Linked DNA regions of Sus scrofa: regions 2 and 3 are each linked to region 1. A link is a contact called in public Hi-C data. All regions are on one chromosome and are shown on one strand. Each heading gives the region's core, a stretch centred on a gene start, on an enhancer-like site or on the middle of the called end of the contact. The rest is flanking DNA. Distances are from core to core; before and after follow the strand shown.

The links. A called contact is a pair of places that touch in the nucleus more often than the background predicts.
Region 2: a contact with region 1 is called in a Hi-C map of skeletal muscle, with 5 times the contacts expected there. The contact joins the enhancer-like site here to the promoter of CPNE2 in region 1. A contact is called at or near these places in 3 of 5 promoter capture datasets (fetal liver, fetal skeletal muscle and liver), 27 of 47 Hi-C or Micro-C datasets (adipose tissue, alveolar macrophages, blood and 16 more) and 1 of 2 datasets of contacts at active chromatin or transcription factors (skeletal muscle).
Region 3: a contact with region 1 is called in a Hi-C map of brain, with 6 times the contacts expected there. The contact joins the promoter of FAM192A here to the promoter of CPNE2 in region 1. A contact is called at or near these places in 2 of 5 promoter capture datasets (fetal skeletal muscle and liver), 4 of 47 Hi-C or Micro-C datasets (brain, embryonic fibroblasts, liver and 1 more) and 2 of 2 datasets of contacts at active chromatin or transcription factors (alveolar macrophages and skeletal muscle).

What each region holds. Positions count from the first base shown.
Region 1 is chr6:19,043,748-19,048,490 of Sscrofa11.1, forward strand. CPNE2 (copine-2) reads left to right here and starts at 3,048. Exons shown (of 16, transcript XM_021093901.1): 1 at 3,048-3,278.
Region 2 is chr6:19,133,627-19,138,339 of Sscrofa11.1, forward strand. It overlaps FAM192A (protein FAM192A), which reads right to left. Exons shown (of 7, transcript XM_021093905.1): 5 at 1,955-2,088. Among named protein-coding and RNA genes, the nearest start is that of FAM192A, 18 kb to the right of the region's middle. Within about 2 kb of position 2,160, at least 2 of the 83 cell types and tissues checked have an H3K27ac peak or open chromatin away from gene starts, as enhancers often do. A contact at or near this core is called in skeletal muscle, where this site is marked.
Region 3 is chr6:19,151,282-19,155,966 of Sscrofa11.1, forward strand. It overlaps FAM192A (protein FAM192A), which reads right to left and starts at 3,007. Exons shown (of 7, transcript XM_021093905.1): 1 at 2,880-3,007. RSPRY1 (RING finger and SPRY domain-containing protein 1) reads left to right here and starts at 3,132. Exons shown (of 15, transcript XM_021093906.1): 1 at 3,132-3,635.

The sequences.
Region 1 (4,743 bases), core at 1,798-4,297:
CCATTAGCGATAATAATGCTTGCAGTGATTTGCGATGTCACATAGATAACTGGGACAGCCTCTGTCGTCTCTCCACTCACACACACCTGAGGCCAGCCGGGACCTGCTACACAGGTGGTGCTACTTCACGTCACTTGAACTCACAAGCCTAATGAAGGGTCCTGGCAACCCTAGTTATTCTGATCTGTTTGTCAGCACAGCCTGGGCAGTGCAAATAACATCCAGATGGCAGGTGTTAACAAACATACTTGCACAAGTGCACACACACACATGCCCTAATAGCAGCCTATTTAGGGAAATTCAAGGCCTCCCAATGGTGCACAGAAAGGCCTTTATCAGGGCAAAGAAAGACTTCAACATTTTGCAGCAACAGCCTTGCACTGTATGTGGATCAAAGATAGACAAAGTCTTGCAGAATCAACCCATGATGAGGACACTTGGCCTTAAACAACTGACCTCTGGACTCCTCTGATCCCTGAAATTTTTTTTAAAAAGCTCTACTGAGATATAGTTCACATATTATAAGAGTCACCTCCTCAAAGTATACAAATCAATGGTTTGGAGTACATCTACAGTTGGGTAACTGTCACTATAATTTTAGAACATTTTTAATCGTCCCCAAAGAAGCCTGATTTCAAGAGCAATCACTCACCCTTCTTCCTTCCCAAGCCCAGGCAGGCACTAATGGGCTTTCTCTGTGGCTCTGCCTAGTCTGGACATCTGTCTTTTTTTGGCTGCCCCACAGCATATGGAGCTCTTGGACCAGGGATCAGATCCAAGCCACAGGCACGAACTAATAATCCACAGGTGTGGCAACACTGGATCCTTAACCCACTGTGCTGGGCTGGGGATTGAACCCTCGACCCAGTGCTCCCAAGACGCTGCCCATCTCGTTGCACTACAGCGGGAGCCCTTGGACATTGGTATAAATGGAATCATACAACATGTGGTCTTTTGTGACTGGCTTCTTTCATTTAATATAGTGTCTCAATGTTCATCCATATTATATGTATGTTATACCTTTCTGTGGCTGAATAATGTTCCATTGTATGAATAGACCACATCTTGCTTAGTTGTGGTCTATTCATTAGTTGACGGAACTTTCCGTTTTTTGGCTATTCTGAATTATGCTGCAAAGAACATTCATGTGCAAGTTTTTGTTTGTTTGTTTTGTTTTGTCTTTTTGCCTTTTTCTAGGGCCACTTCCCACAGCATATGGAGGTTCCTAGGCTAGGGGTCTAATTGGAGCTGTAGCCGCTGTCCTACACCACAGCCACATCAACGTGGGATTCGAGCCGCATCTGCCACCTACATCACAGCTCATGGCAACGCCGGATCCCTAACCTACTGAGCAAGGCCAGGGATCGAACCCGCAACCTCATGGTTCCTAGTTGGATTTGTTAACCACTGAGCCATGATGGGAACTCCAACATTCATGTACAAGTTTTTGTATAGAGGTATGTTTCCATTGTCCTTGGGTAGATACCTAGGAGCGGAATTGCCATGACCCCTGGCCATTGTACTCCATCCCCTTGGCCAAGGATATGGTGTCTTTCCCCCCCGCCCCCCACAGCAGGCCCAACTACCTTATCCTTCTTCTAGAGGAAGCCTTGCTGACTCCCATAGCTGATTCAGGTCTTCTGATTCACCTTGCCTCGAGTTTTTGCACCTTTCATACTGTATTACGATTGCAGGGGTGGTGGTTTTAGCCCTGTGAGGTGAGCAACTTGAGGGGAGGGACTTTCTGCTTAGGTTCACCACTGTCCGTCCCAGTGCCTGGCTCTTCTGCTCTGGAGCAAGGAGAGGAGAAGGATTCTGGGGGCCATATCAATCAGGAAAGGCTTCCTGGAGGAAGAGGGGCTGCAGCTGGGTCTCAGAACACCTCTGGATGGGTTGGCCTCACAGCTGGGCTGAGGGCTCTGAGGACTTGATGTGGAGGAAAGATTGGGAGAGCTTGGAGAAAAGAGGGATGGATGGGAGGTGGGGGCAGGCAGGCAGAGAACAAAGCTCAGAGCCCTGGGGCTGTTTAACAGCCGCCCTCTAAGGCTGCAAAGTGCCTGTGACTCAGACTTGGAGGGAGGTTCACTGGCTGCAGCTGTGAGCCTCCCAGTTAACCCTCACCTGCCTGACGGAAATCCCACAACCCAAGCACTGCGCGTTAATGCCCAGCTGCCCAGTCCGGGAGCCAAGGGCTTTGGACGTGGCCCTGAGATCTCAGAGACAGCTCTGTCCCCCACAATCTGGTTAAATGAGGCTCCGCTGTCTGAGGCACTGGATTGGGTAGAGGGACTGAGGGAGCGGGCATATAAAAACGGAGTGGCCTGCAGCACGGGAGCCCAGCGACAGGCGAATTTCTGAAGAATTGCTCCCTTGTCTAGGGCAAAGAAGGCCGCCGCAGAAGGGCGGACTCGGCGCCAGGGTCACAAAGGGCCCGCCTAATTGCCCTCCGCTATAGGCACTGTTCGAACTGTCTTATCAGCTCTGTCCCAGAAATACGTATGTGTCATCTTCCCAGTCGCAGCGGCAATAAGAAAACGCCGACCTCTTTTACTACTGGGGGGAGAGGGGGAGGGAGCAAACAGCGGTCCTAGTGCTGCCAGTATAGCCCAGAACCAGACCCTCGAGGGCGCAGCATCGAGCCCGACAGCCCTTGGAGTCGGGGCTGCAGGCGGCGTCCTAGGGCCCCGCAGGCCGGGGCTGAGCCCACCCCTCGCATCCCGCGTCGGCGGCCCTGAGAGCCGGGTGCAGGCTACTCGGAGGCGCCGGCGGCTCGGGCGAGGCCAGCCTGGGAAGAGTGAGAACTAGCGGCGTACCGATCCGCGAAGTCCTAGCCTGGAACGTTCGGACCCTCGGATTCCAGCCTCGAATACTCGGGGCCCCGAGGCTCTGATCGCTCAGAGTCCCGAGGCGCGCCAGCGGCGGGCTCCAAGCCGCGGGCGGCGGGCGGGACAGCGCCCCCGCTCCGCCCGTGGGAGAGCTCGCCCCTCCAGGAAGCGCCCGCCCCGCCTCCCACTTCCCTCCCCACGCCCCCCCCTCCCTCGGCCGAGGGAGGAGCCCGAGCTGCCGCCGCCGCCCGCCCGGCGGGCCGGGGAGGAGGACCGGACCGCGAGCGGCTGGGAGCGCACGCGAGCTGGCCACCGCTGCGCGGGCAGCGCCTTGAGCCCGTCCCGCGCCCGTGGGCCCGGCGGAGCAGGGGAGCACCCGAGGATGCCCTGGTGGCCCGGAGCACGGGGAGCGGCAGCCACGCGGTGAGGGCGGCAGCGCCCGCGGAACCCGCGGTGAGTGGGGCCCCGGCGGGCAAGGGGCGGGCGGGGCGCCCTGGCGCGAGGGCTCAAGTTCGGCCTTGGGGCTCGGCTTCTGGCGCCAGCGGCTGCTTGGAAGGAAGTTAGGTGCCGCCTCCCGGGTGGCACAGCCCAAAGCCCCCAGCCATCCGCGCGCCCCGACCCCAGCGTTTGGATGACTCAGCTGCGACCCGGCCACGCGGGGGCGCTCCGGCTTCGCCCCGACCGTGGGGTAACCGAGGGCATAGTGCCTGGAGGATGGTGGCGCCCTCGGGGGCGAGGCGCGGGGGTGGGGGGGCTCCGAGCCCAATGGTTTAGGGACCCTCCTACCTCCCCCGAGGAACTGGGGGCGTCAGGAAGGTGGAGGCCCGCCACCTTCGCAGCTTCGGAAGTCCTGAGGTCGGGCTGGCCCCGCTTCTCGCCCTCTCGCCTCGCTCCCTACCCGGGCATCCCCGGTGCCGCAGGGAACTGCTCCAGAGCCCGCTCCCAGCTCGCGAAGGGGGAATAGGAGAGGAAGTGGAGCTGGGCAGCTTCCCAGAAGTCGGAGTGTGTTTGCAAACTAGTTTTTTTCCCTGCAAAAACTGTCTGGCACCTGTGTGTTTGGGGCGGGGGAGGGGGGAACGTGGAGAAAGAGCAGAGCCCTTTCTTCCTTCCCAGTCCCTGTTCCCCCGAAGCGCTGCTTCTCTGTAAATAGAAGATTCTTACTTTCCTCTTCGCATCCCATCCCCCAGCCTTGTCGAACCACCCCCTTTGGGGAAGGGGCTCCTTCACAGGGGGCTGTGATTTGCCCAAGGTCACAGGTGGAACTGGAACCCGGAGCTTTGGTAGCCAGTTAGAGGTTCTTGCTGTCTGCGACCCCGCCAGCCCTGTTATGTACTGGAGGAAGTGACAAGGGCAAAGGATCTGGGAGAAATATCCAAGTGGCCCTTTGTCCGCCTTTAGTTTTTGCTTCCCTAGGACTGTGGACTGTTAACTGAGGGAGGTAGGGCTTTTTCTGTTTCATGGGGGCACCCACAGCTTCAGTAATTGGAGAGAGGAACCAGGTTGTAACCTTCCAGCAGCTGCAGCCTGCTTGTGGTCAGCCCTGATGGGGAGATGTGGGACACCTGGGTTCAAACACCTCCTACCCAGGCCCAGACCCTCCTCCTCCCTGAGCCTCCAGGTCCTTGTCTGTAAAATGGGCTAACAGTCCAGGGCCTGTGCATGCAGAGGCCGGTGCCAACATAAAGGAGTGGTTTTATTGCATTCTTTCTGGCAGGGGGCCCAGTGAGTCCTGGGACTGCCCCAGGCATGTGACAAAGCTGGCCAGAGTGGGAGGGGTCACCCGGGTAGTTGTCTCCATGGAAAGAACCAGGGACTAAGAACGTGGACACTTGGGCCCTCCTGGTCTGCTGCCACATCCTATTTGCCTGCCTCGTCAGTCGTAGGGCTTGAGGGCTTTTCCACTGGTAAAATGAAGCAA
Region 2 (4,713 bases), core at 910-3,409, 89 kb after region 1:
TCCTTGACCTATTAGCACCACCTGTCATAATTCAAACATTCATCCACAGAAGACTAACCAATTCTGGTATCTCAGATAACACACTGTTATACAGCAGTGAAAGTAAATAAATTACAGCTCTACACACACACACACACACAATTGTTTCCGACACATAAACAATGAATGAAAAATCAAATAAAAGGTTGTGTATATAATGAAAATCATTTTTATAAAGTTCAAAAACAAGCACACTAATTTATTGTTTATGGATACCTATACAGGTAGCCAAAAAAAAAAAAACCCCAAACTACAGAAAGTAAAGAAAGTCAAAAGAATGATAAACTAGATCTGGGAAAGTGGCGTAGGGATGGCAAGGCAGGGACACAGAAAGGAGACGAGCACAGAAGGCTGACCCAGTGTCGTTCTCAATGCTCTGGGTCTTGAGTTCAGTGATAGGTTCCCAGGTGCCTGTTTTATTATTATGCTTCACAACACACACACCAGGCATCAGACTTTCACCAAGCACCAGAATCATCCATGGAACTTTAAAAATTAAACTCGTGGACCTCACTCCAAACTTACTGAGCCAGAATCAGTATGAGGCACAGCAGTAACAAACTTCCAGGTGATTCTAATAAACCCGAGGCTGGGTCGATTAGGAACTCCTGCCCCAGGAGACTAATTTATCACCTTGTTACACAAAACAACAATAAAGGACGATCCAATAAAAAGTGATCTAAGGACTAAGCAAGAAAGATACTTATTTAACACCCATTCTGCTAGCAGCAAGACACGGTTGAGAGGTAGCTAAATGCCTTCTACAGAACCCATTCTCAGTACAGTCCAGTAAAACGAACCCAGGTCCAAATCCTTAAAGATGCCGGGCCAGGCAAGAGAGCTTGTATGAAAACTTGAAAGGAATAATTCATGCCTTGGGTAACTGGCCCCTTCCAGGCCACTGATACCCTCCCGTTTGCTGTTATACTGTGACAACATTTTTACACATAAACAACGCTCCTAGGAACATCAGCAGAGGGATGGTGTGCCAAACCACAGAACTGCATCAGGGCACTCCCTTCAAAACATGTGGCTGGTCGCCAAAATACATGATTTTCCTAATAGACTGCACTTAAACCTTAACATCATTTTGCCTGCAGTAAAGAAGGTCAATCAAATTGAAATCACCAGATTGAATCACTTTGGTGCCATTTCAGGATTTGGAAAGGGAGAAACAAACATAACAAAGAACTTACCAAAACATCTAGGCAGTGCTGCCACCCCACATCAATTAAGCAGAGCCCCAGCCTGGTGTGTACCCTTGTCAAAGCTACCATGTTCTTACAGGCCACAGTGCCTTTGCGGCAGCTCTGCCCCTGCCTGGGATGCTCTGCTCTCCCCATCTGCCTCTCTAAGCCCCAGTCATCCTACCTAATCAAACTTTCCTTTCTAAAGCCTTTCCCCAATATGAGCACACGTATCCTCTCCAGGGAGAGTTCCGGGTTTCCTCCTCCCTGCTCTCACTACGCCCTATATAAATCCTTCCTAGAACGTGCTGCCTTGTTTCCCCTAGAAACATAGATACTCAAATACTGAACTCCACCTTTCCCATTACTTTGTGACCTTGGACAAAAAGGTTCTCAACCTCTGAGATTCTCAGTCTCTTCGTCTGATAATAACAACTTGTGCTTCAAAGACTGGCTGAGAGGAATAAAAGAGATCATGCATGGAAAGCTAAATTAACATAATGCCTGGCATATGGCAGGTGTCCAGTGAAGAGAAGCTATTATGTTGAAGGAACCATCAGAGACAAGAGTCAAAGGCTACAGGAGACACCAAATTTGGTAGGGGAGAAAGAGGTAAAGGAACTTCACCAAGACTTAAGCTTTGGTGACCTTTTGCTCGGCTACCATTACTCTGGCATTTCAGAGCACACGGTCAGAGGGAGATCTGAGTTGTCTAAATGTGGGCTGACCTCTTATGTTTCACAGCTCCTGCCAACAGTTTCGCCTGGGAGAACTTGTTCTTGGTTTCTATGGGTTTCACAGCTACTTTCTTCTCCACTTCTTTCTTGTTTTCTGGAGAAATTCCAACCTTGTTGAGATTACTGTGAGTTACAGGTTAAGGGTCAAACTAAACAAAAACAAGAGCTACAGCAGGACAATGGTAAATCGAGAGACAGAAGACAGCTGGAACCCACTGGCACTTGAGCTCTGCCACGTAGCGTTCGGCTTACTTATTTTAAAAAATTCCCTCCCCTCCGCAGAAATAAAGATTCTGCCCATCAAATCCAGCTGATTTTAAAAGAAATGAAGGTGGCCAGAGGAAGAGAACAAATTAAGCCCAAAATAGAACAGAGAAGTAAACTCTTCCCCTTTGATTCTCAATGAAAATCTGAGTATGGCCAGAAAACGTTCTATTACCAAAGACATGGTCAGTATCATGCTTGATGGGGAAAACAAAGATCTTGAATAATGTAACAGAAAAAAATGTGACTTTCCTGAAAACATAAATATATCTGTTTTGCTCCCCTAAGGGTAAAAGCCAATTTTACAGTGTCCTCTGACTATCAGTAGCATTCAACTGTAGATATCCCATGAAAACAAACTCCTACTCTACTGGTGCAAGACAATGAGAAGCCCCTGCATATCTTCAACACAAGAACCAAAAAGTTGTTTTAAAGGCATAAAACAACCAGTGCACTTGTAACATTTTTCATGCTTGATGTCAATCTCTGGCTTTCAAGATCTGTCACTTTCTTTTGTTCCACCAGCCCCCTCCCCTCCTTCCCTTTCATGCGCTCTCACAACCTATTAGTCAAGAGCTAAGTACTGGAACACAGTGCAATTCCTTAAATTTAAGATGCCGTAGTGCTTTATCGGTACAAGAGTGACATCTAGTGCCCAACGTATCTCTTTACATATTATCAGCCCAAAGGGCTGGGGCTGTGGGTATTTGGTCTTAAACTATTTATTTACGTAACTTTGTACAATGGAGTAACGGGTTTCAGAAATTAAGAAATCCTAATTCAAACCACTCTTCAGGCACTAACTCTATTCTTATGGATACCAGTTATCTTAAGTATTTGCCATAATCAATGGAGGTTATGCAGAATGCTCAGTACTATACTGAATTTCATCAATTTAATGTTTTAATGTTTTGATAATATGCTAATACTGTTCGTTTTTTTAGAATAAAAATCAAAGAAATAAAAATTTCATCTTTTAGGAACAGAATACCAAAAACTATAAGCATGCTGAGATTTTTACCTCCAAGTCCAAAGTTACAGGATAGAAACTCTCAAAAATTTTTTTCTTTTTCTGGCTGCTCGATGGCATAACAGAATTCCTGGGCCAGGGATCAGATCCAAGCTACACCCGTAGCAACACTGGATCCTTAAACCCACTATGCTGGGCCAGGAATCAAACCTGTGTCTTAGCACTGCAGAGACTCTGCCGATCCCACTGCACCACAGTGGGAATTCCCCAAAGAAAATTCTTAACATTAAACATTGAAAAACACAACAAAAATGGAAAAAAATAATAACAAAACCACACATAATATTAAAACAAAAACCCAACACTTTCTATTCTTTTAAAATGAAGAAAAGTCTTCAAACTTTTCTTTTGGGGGGGCAGGTGGTGAGGTGGTAATAATATTATTTTTGATCCACATCCAAAGCATAAGCAATTTTTTCCCCTTAAGTCCCTCTCTCCGTAAAATGCTTTAAATACACAAACACATCTCAAAAATCTCAAGGAATTCATTAGATGAGGCATTTTTAAAAATCACAGTTTTTAAACACATATTACTAAATATTGCTTTAACTAAGGAAACAAGAGTTCTGTTGTTTATATTGGCACAATCCACAGCTTATTTGTATTCACAATTATCACAGTATAAAATATATCATATTACAACAATCCAGCAAAGCCAAAAACTAGCTTCTGATTTACAGTTTCAATAAACAAATGTCTAATCCTTCAATTCCTATCTCAACATGTCTCTGGCTATATGCATGTTGGGATTAGTGCATTATATCTATCAGTGGGTTGGAAGGCTTGCTTTACTTCAGTTTTCCTAGACAATCAGAGTTGCCCAAGTTCCTAATAAAAGCTAATACCCCTGGAGTGTCTTCAATGTTGTGCTATAACATTGGACAGAAAATTTTCTTTTGCCTCACTGCTGCCCTGTTCATTCTTTCCTTTGAACTGAAAACTTGAACAGTCTCTCACAATCGTATCATACCAGCAATACCCTCCAGAACACTGCTTTGGAAGACACTATGTCTTATGTGTTTACCTGCCAAATTAAGCACATAAAACAAGAGAGAATTCAAGTCAGAGTGTAATGAATGTATTTTTCCTTAGAGAAAATGTCAGGTGCCTGAAATAATGCAATACATCACCTGTCCATCTCTGCAAACATCAATGCATAATTTCATCCTGGGGTCACCATGGAGAATGGAGGGCAGCTTCAGGAGAATCAATCTCAATCCTACAGTTGGGATGGTGGTGCGACTTTCCATCAACTCCCGTCTTAATATCATGCCAGAATTCCATAGGAGGACTAGGACTAGAAGCCAGGTTTTTGCTACCATTTCAGAGCAGGTTTTGTGGCACCATGCTGCGACCTTGTCTCAATCACCATCCATCATCCTGATTTAAAGCAAATCCCTGAGAACATGTCCACATTTTCTCCTACCTCTTTAATGGAACCTACTGCACACTCTCC
Region 3 (4,685 bases), core at 1,757-4,256, 110 kb after region 1:
AACAAAAGTCAAAACAAGACACCCAAGCAGGGTGTGTGGAGTCAGATAACCACCTCCTTTTCCATCTTAATATGGTAGCCTGAAGAACTATACCACCAAGGTTAAGGTGAAATGGTGAGAAAAAAAGCAGGAATAATGGGCAACAGAAACAAGCCTAAAGGAAATTCAGACAATGGAATTAACACATATAGATTATAAAACAACTATGTTCACCATGTTTAAAGAAATAAAAACCAAGCCTCAAAATTAAAAAACAAAACAAAACAAAACAAAAAACCACTGTAAGACAGTGGCATGGCACATTTGAAAAGTAGAACTCAGTAACAAAATCATACAAATACTGAATTTAAGATTGCAATGGTTGGGGAGTTTCTGCTGTGGCACAGTGGGTTAAGGATCCAGCATTGCTACAGCTGAGACACAGATCACAAATGTGGCTCAGATATGATCCCTGGTGCAGGAACTGTATGCCATGGGTGAAGCTGACAAAGAAAAAAAAAAAAAGAGAGGAGTTCCCATCGTGGCGCAGTGGTTAATGAATCCGACTAGGAACCATGAGGCTGCGGGTTCGATCCCTGCACTTGCTCAGTGGATTAACCATCCGGTGTTGCCGTGAGCTGTGGTGTAGGTTGCAGATGCGGTTTGGATCCTGCGTTGCTGTGGCTCTGGCGTAGGCTGGTGGCTACAGCTCCGATTCGACCTCTAGCCTGGGAACCTCCATATGCCGAGGGAGCAGCCCAAGAAATGGCAGAAAGACAAAAAAAAAAAAAGAGAGAGAGAGAGATTGCAATGGATGAGTTTAATAAGAGATTAAAAATAACCTATAAAAGAATTAATAAAGAATTATCCAGGATGTGGCATAGAAAAATAAAGAATAAGGGGCATAAAAAAGAGAGTGAAAATGTCTATATTAGAGCAGTAGAGAAGACACACAGCAGAAGCAATATATGAATATAAAATGAGAATTTTACAGAGCTAAAGAAAGACACTAATCCACAAACTAATGAAACACCAAACTGAAACAAATCCACAGTTACATTCCTCAAGATGAAAATGCAAAAAATCAAAGACAGAATAATCTGTTAAATATATCCTACAGTAAAGAGTGAAACTGATCATATTTGAGAATGAAGACAAAGCATGTTTAAAAGATGATCCACAGTGAGCACACTGAAATTGCTTAATTTAGCTGCCGCAAAGACAAAATTAAACTGTGAAGGAGTCTATGGCTGAATCATGCATTTAAATTACTTCATTTATCAGATATACGGTATTCAATTTCTGAAGCAGCAACTTAATTCTAACCAAAACATCAAAAATTCTTATAACGTAAAGGGGAATACTGCTATTTGACATAATTCTTTTTTTTTTTTTTTTTTTTTGTCTTTTTGCTATTTCTTTGGGCCGCTCCCGCGGCATATGGAGGTTCCCAGGCTAGGAGTCTAATCGGAGCTGTAGCCACCGACCTACACCAGAGCCACAGCAACGCGGGATCCGAGCCGCACCTGCAACCTACACCACAGCTCACGGCAACGCCGGATCGTTAACCCCCTGAGCAAGGGCAGGGACCGAACCCGCAACCTCATGGTTCCTAGTCGGATTCGTTAACAACTGCGCCACGACGGGAACTCCTGACATAATTCTTACTTTGATACAGCCAGAAAGGATTTCCCCAGGGAGTTAAGGCGCCAAGACCTCAGGTGAGAAAGATAATTGGGCAGCCTCTACCTTCGGACCCTTACAAACTGTTAATCTCAAACTCTATTTGAAAGGCTATAAAAGCTACCTTTGTCTCAGTTTAATTTCTTGAATCAAAAAGGAGTCTACACACTAGTTCTTCTCAAGATTTTCTGAAGCAGTGCCCTTCAAACCATTTAATGAGGTCCTTGTTAACACATCAATTAGTCACACAGCTGAATTATCAACAAATCTTACCTAACAGGTAGTACCCAAGAAGTCACTGGGGATTCTGACCACCAGACCCGCCCCTGGCTTCCTAGGTCCCACTCAAACTTGAGTCAGTCAATCTGAGGTGGAGTTGAGAATCTGTATTTTAGGGATACAGACCTCTTGTTTTCTACGAGTTTAAGAACCAGTGCTACGGACAAATAGGTCTCCCTCTTTCCCGCCGTGCGTGCTGACTTTCACATGGACCAGCAACTCTCAAATGAGTCACTTCAACGCTCGGTCTTAGTTTCCTAAATTTTCCGCAAAACGAGCACACCTGTTTGTTTTCTATTAGAAGAAAAGGCACTGAGCACAGCGAATGGTACATGGTACATAATTAACGTTTCCCATCCTACACTGATTCTGTGATTCAATCATTTTCAACTAGGCACCTCCACATCTCCCGAGAAGGCTGGAGCCTTTCCAAGACCTCGGGGTAGAGCCGGCTCCTCACTTGGAACCGGGGTGGCCCCACTTGGTAGAAAAGGTAGAGGGGGGCCGGGAAGAGGCCCAAAAGTCCCAGGACCGCTTGAAAGGGTAGGGATCCTCCCCCACAGCACCTGGAGGCGTTCCCGCCGGACTCCCTCGGCTTCCCTCAGCCTGGGCCCCGCAAGTCCCGGGCCCCAGTGACTCAGAACACTGGGCGAGTATACAGATTGAGAACAGGCCTGGCTCTAGACCTCACAGCAGAGGCAGCCCCCCATCTCCTCAACAAGGAGACTGGAGCCCAGGTCTCCTACCCGGCCAGGGCCCAGGCCGCACTCACCTACCAGCGTGCGGGAGGCGAGACCCCCTCACCTCGGCGGCGCCCACCCCAAACCGCCACCACAAAGGCCGCTCGCTCTTTACGAGAAAGAAAAAGAAAAAAACCGAAAGAAAACAGCCTCTGCTTTTATATTTCTTCTGACCCTTCAGGGCTTCCTGTTCCTCACCGCCACAACAAAGTTCCGCCCCGCTTCCGGCGGCGTAACCCAATCCGCCCCTCTCCTCCTCCCCAGGAGACAGCTGGAAATCCGGTGCCTGGAATGCTAGCGGGAAAGATTTGATTGGGCCATTCACACCTCAGCAAGGGGATTGGCCAGCTCTCGCCGGAGGGGAGGGCCGGGGCCGTGACGGCACGTGATGCCACCCCTGAAAGATGATTGGCTGTTAAGAAGAGGGTTGCCACCGAGGAAGGGGCGTTTCCTGGGGGACTGAGGGAGGGCCCGGGCGGTACGAAGCGGGGGTGGGCCCAGTACGTAATGGCAGCGCGGTGGCCTCGCGTCCATCTTTACCGCTCTCTCGGACCTGTCACAAAGGAGTAGCCCTGCCGCCGCCGCCCCCTCCCTCGGGTGGGCCCAGGAGCTGGAGAAAGTCAGTGCCGCAGCCCAGACGCGCTGCTCCGGGAAGCCCCTGGGGACGCGGAGCGGGGGGGAGCCCTAGGGCTGGGGACGTCCGTGAGGGAGAACAGCCGCCTGAGTGCGGCGGCGAGACCAGACTTGGGTCGGAGGAGGCTCCGGGACGGGGCCTGGGAGGTGGGTGGCGTTGGGCAGAGCCCAGAAAACAGCCCGGAGGTTCTCCAGAGACGCCCGTGCTGAAGGCGCCAGGAGAGGTTCCTGGAAGAGGGTGTTCCCCCTTTAGGGGGTTCTCGACCGGAGGAGGTTGTTGGGGGTCGCCCTTCTGAGGAGGCCGCGGCGAAAGGGATCCAGGTGAGAGGCAGGTAGCTCCTGGTAGGCTCCTGATATTTAGGGGTGCTCCTCTTGTGGTGCCCAGGGGTAGATGGGAGAACGCTTTGGGAGGGTTTCTTTTTGTGGAGTTTGAGGTTCGGGCGGCACGAGTGGGAGACAGATCATCCCCCGGCGACTTAAACGTGCCTTAGGCTCAAGAGTCGCCTCAGAGAGAGGTTAGGTGTTGGGAGCCAGGGCTAACGGGTTCTCCTACCTCGGAGGCCTGATGTGGAAAATGGGTAAGGGCCTGGGGAGAGGGGACTGCCTCGCCGTTCCAGGGAGAAAGGACCACCAGCCATAGGAACGCCCGGGTGGGGAATAGTGAGAGGGAAGCGGGAATGGCAAGGATTTTCCTCCCAAACAGAGGATTCAGCCACTTCTGGGTGTACAGTGCAGGTGCAGTGGGGCAAGTCCGTCCCACCAACACTCCCTGCGTGACTCTAGATCAGGCTTTTGTTCCGACCTGTTACCTGTTTCCCTGTTTTTGGGGACGGAGATCGAGGCAGAAATGGTCCACTGAGACTCTTCAGTGCTATCCTGTATAGTTGTCTGAATGAGGCTGCTCCCCCTAGAGTGTTGTACTTTGAACTTTTAAAGGTTAGAAGTGTCTATTGAATTGACTGAATAGAGTCCCACGGTTGTCCAGGCCCCTTACCTACCATCTCCTCCTCCTTAACCTCCTTGGTCTCTTCTGTACAATAACACAGTGTGTGAAAGTACTTTACAGACTACAAGCTGTGTGAAAGTACTGTGATTCTACCATCAAAGGGGTTGCTGTTGAGGAATGAAAGTGAAGGCACTTTCTAAACTGTAAAGCAGTATGTAGATGAAGGGATTAGCATTAATACAGTTGCTGGTCACCTATGGAGTATTGGGAGCCATGTTGTACTGAGAGCTTTAAGGTTTACAGCTTTTTAGGTCATATAAACTAAACCCATGGTTTCAGCCCTTGCTTAGATGGGGGTGGAGGGATTTCCACATTTACTGCCATAGTTCTAATTTAAACTTCTGATGGTACCGGCAGGAGACATA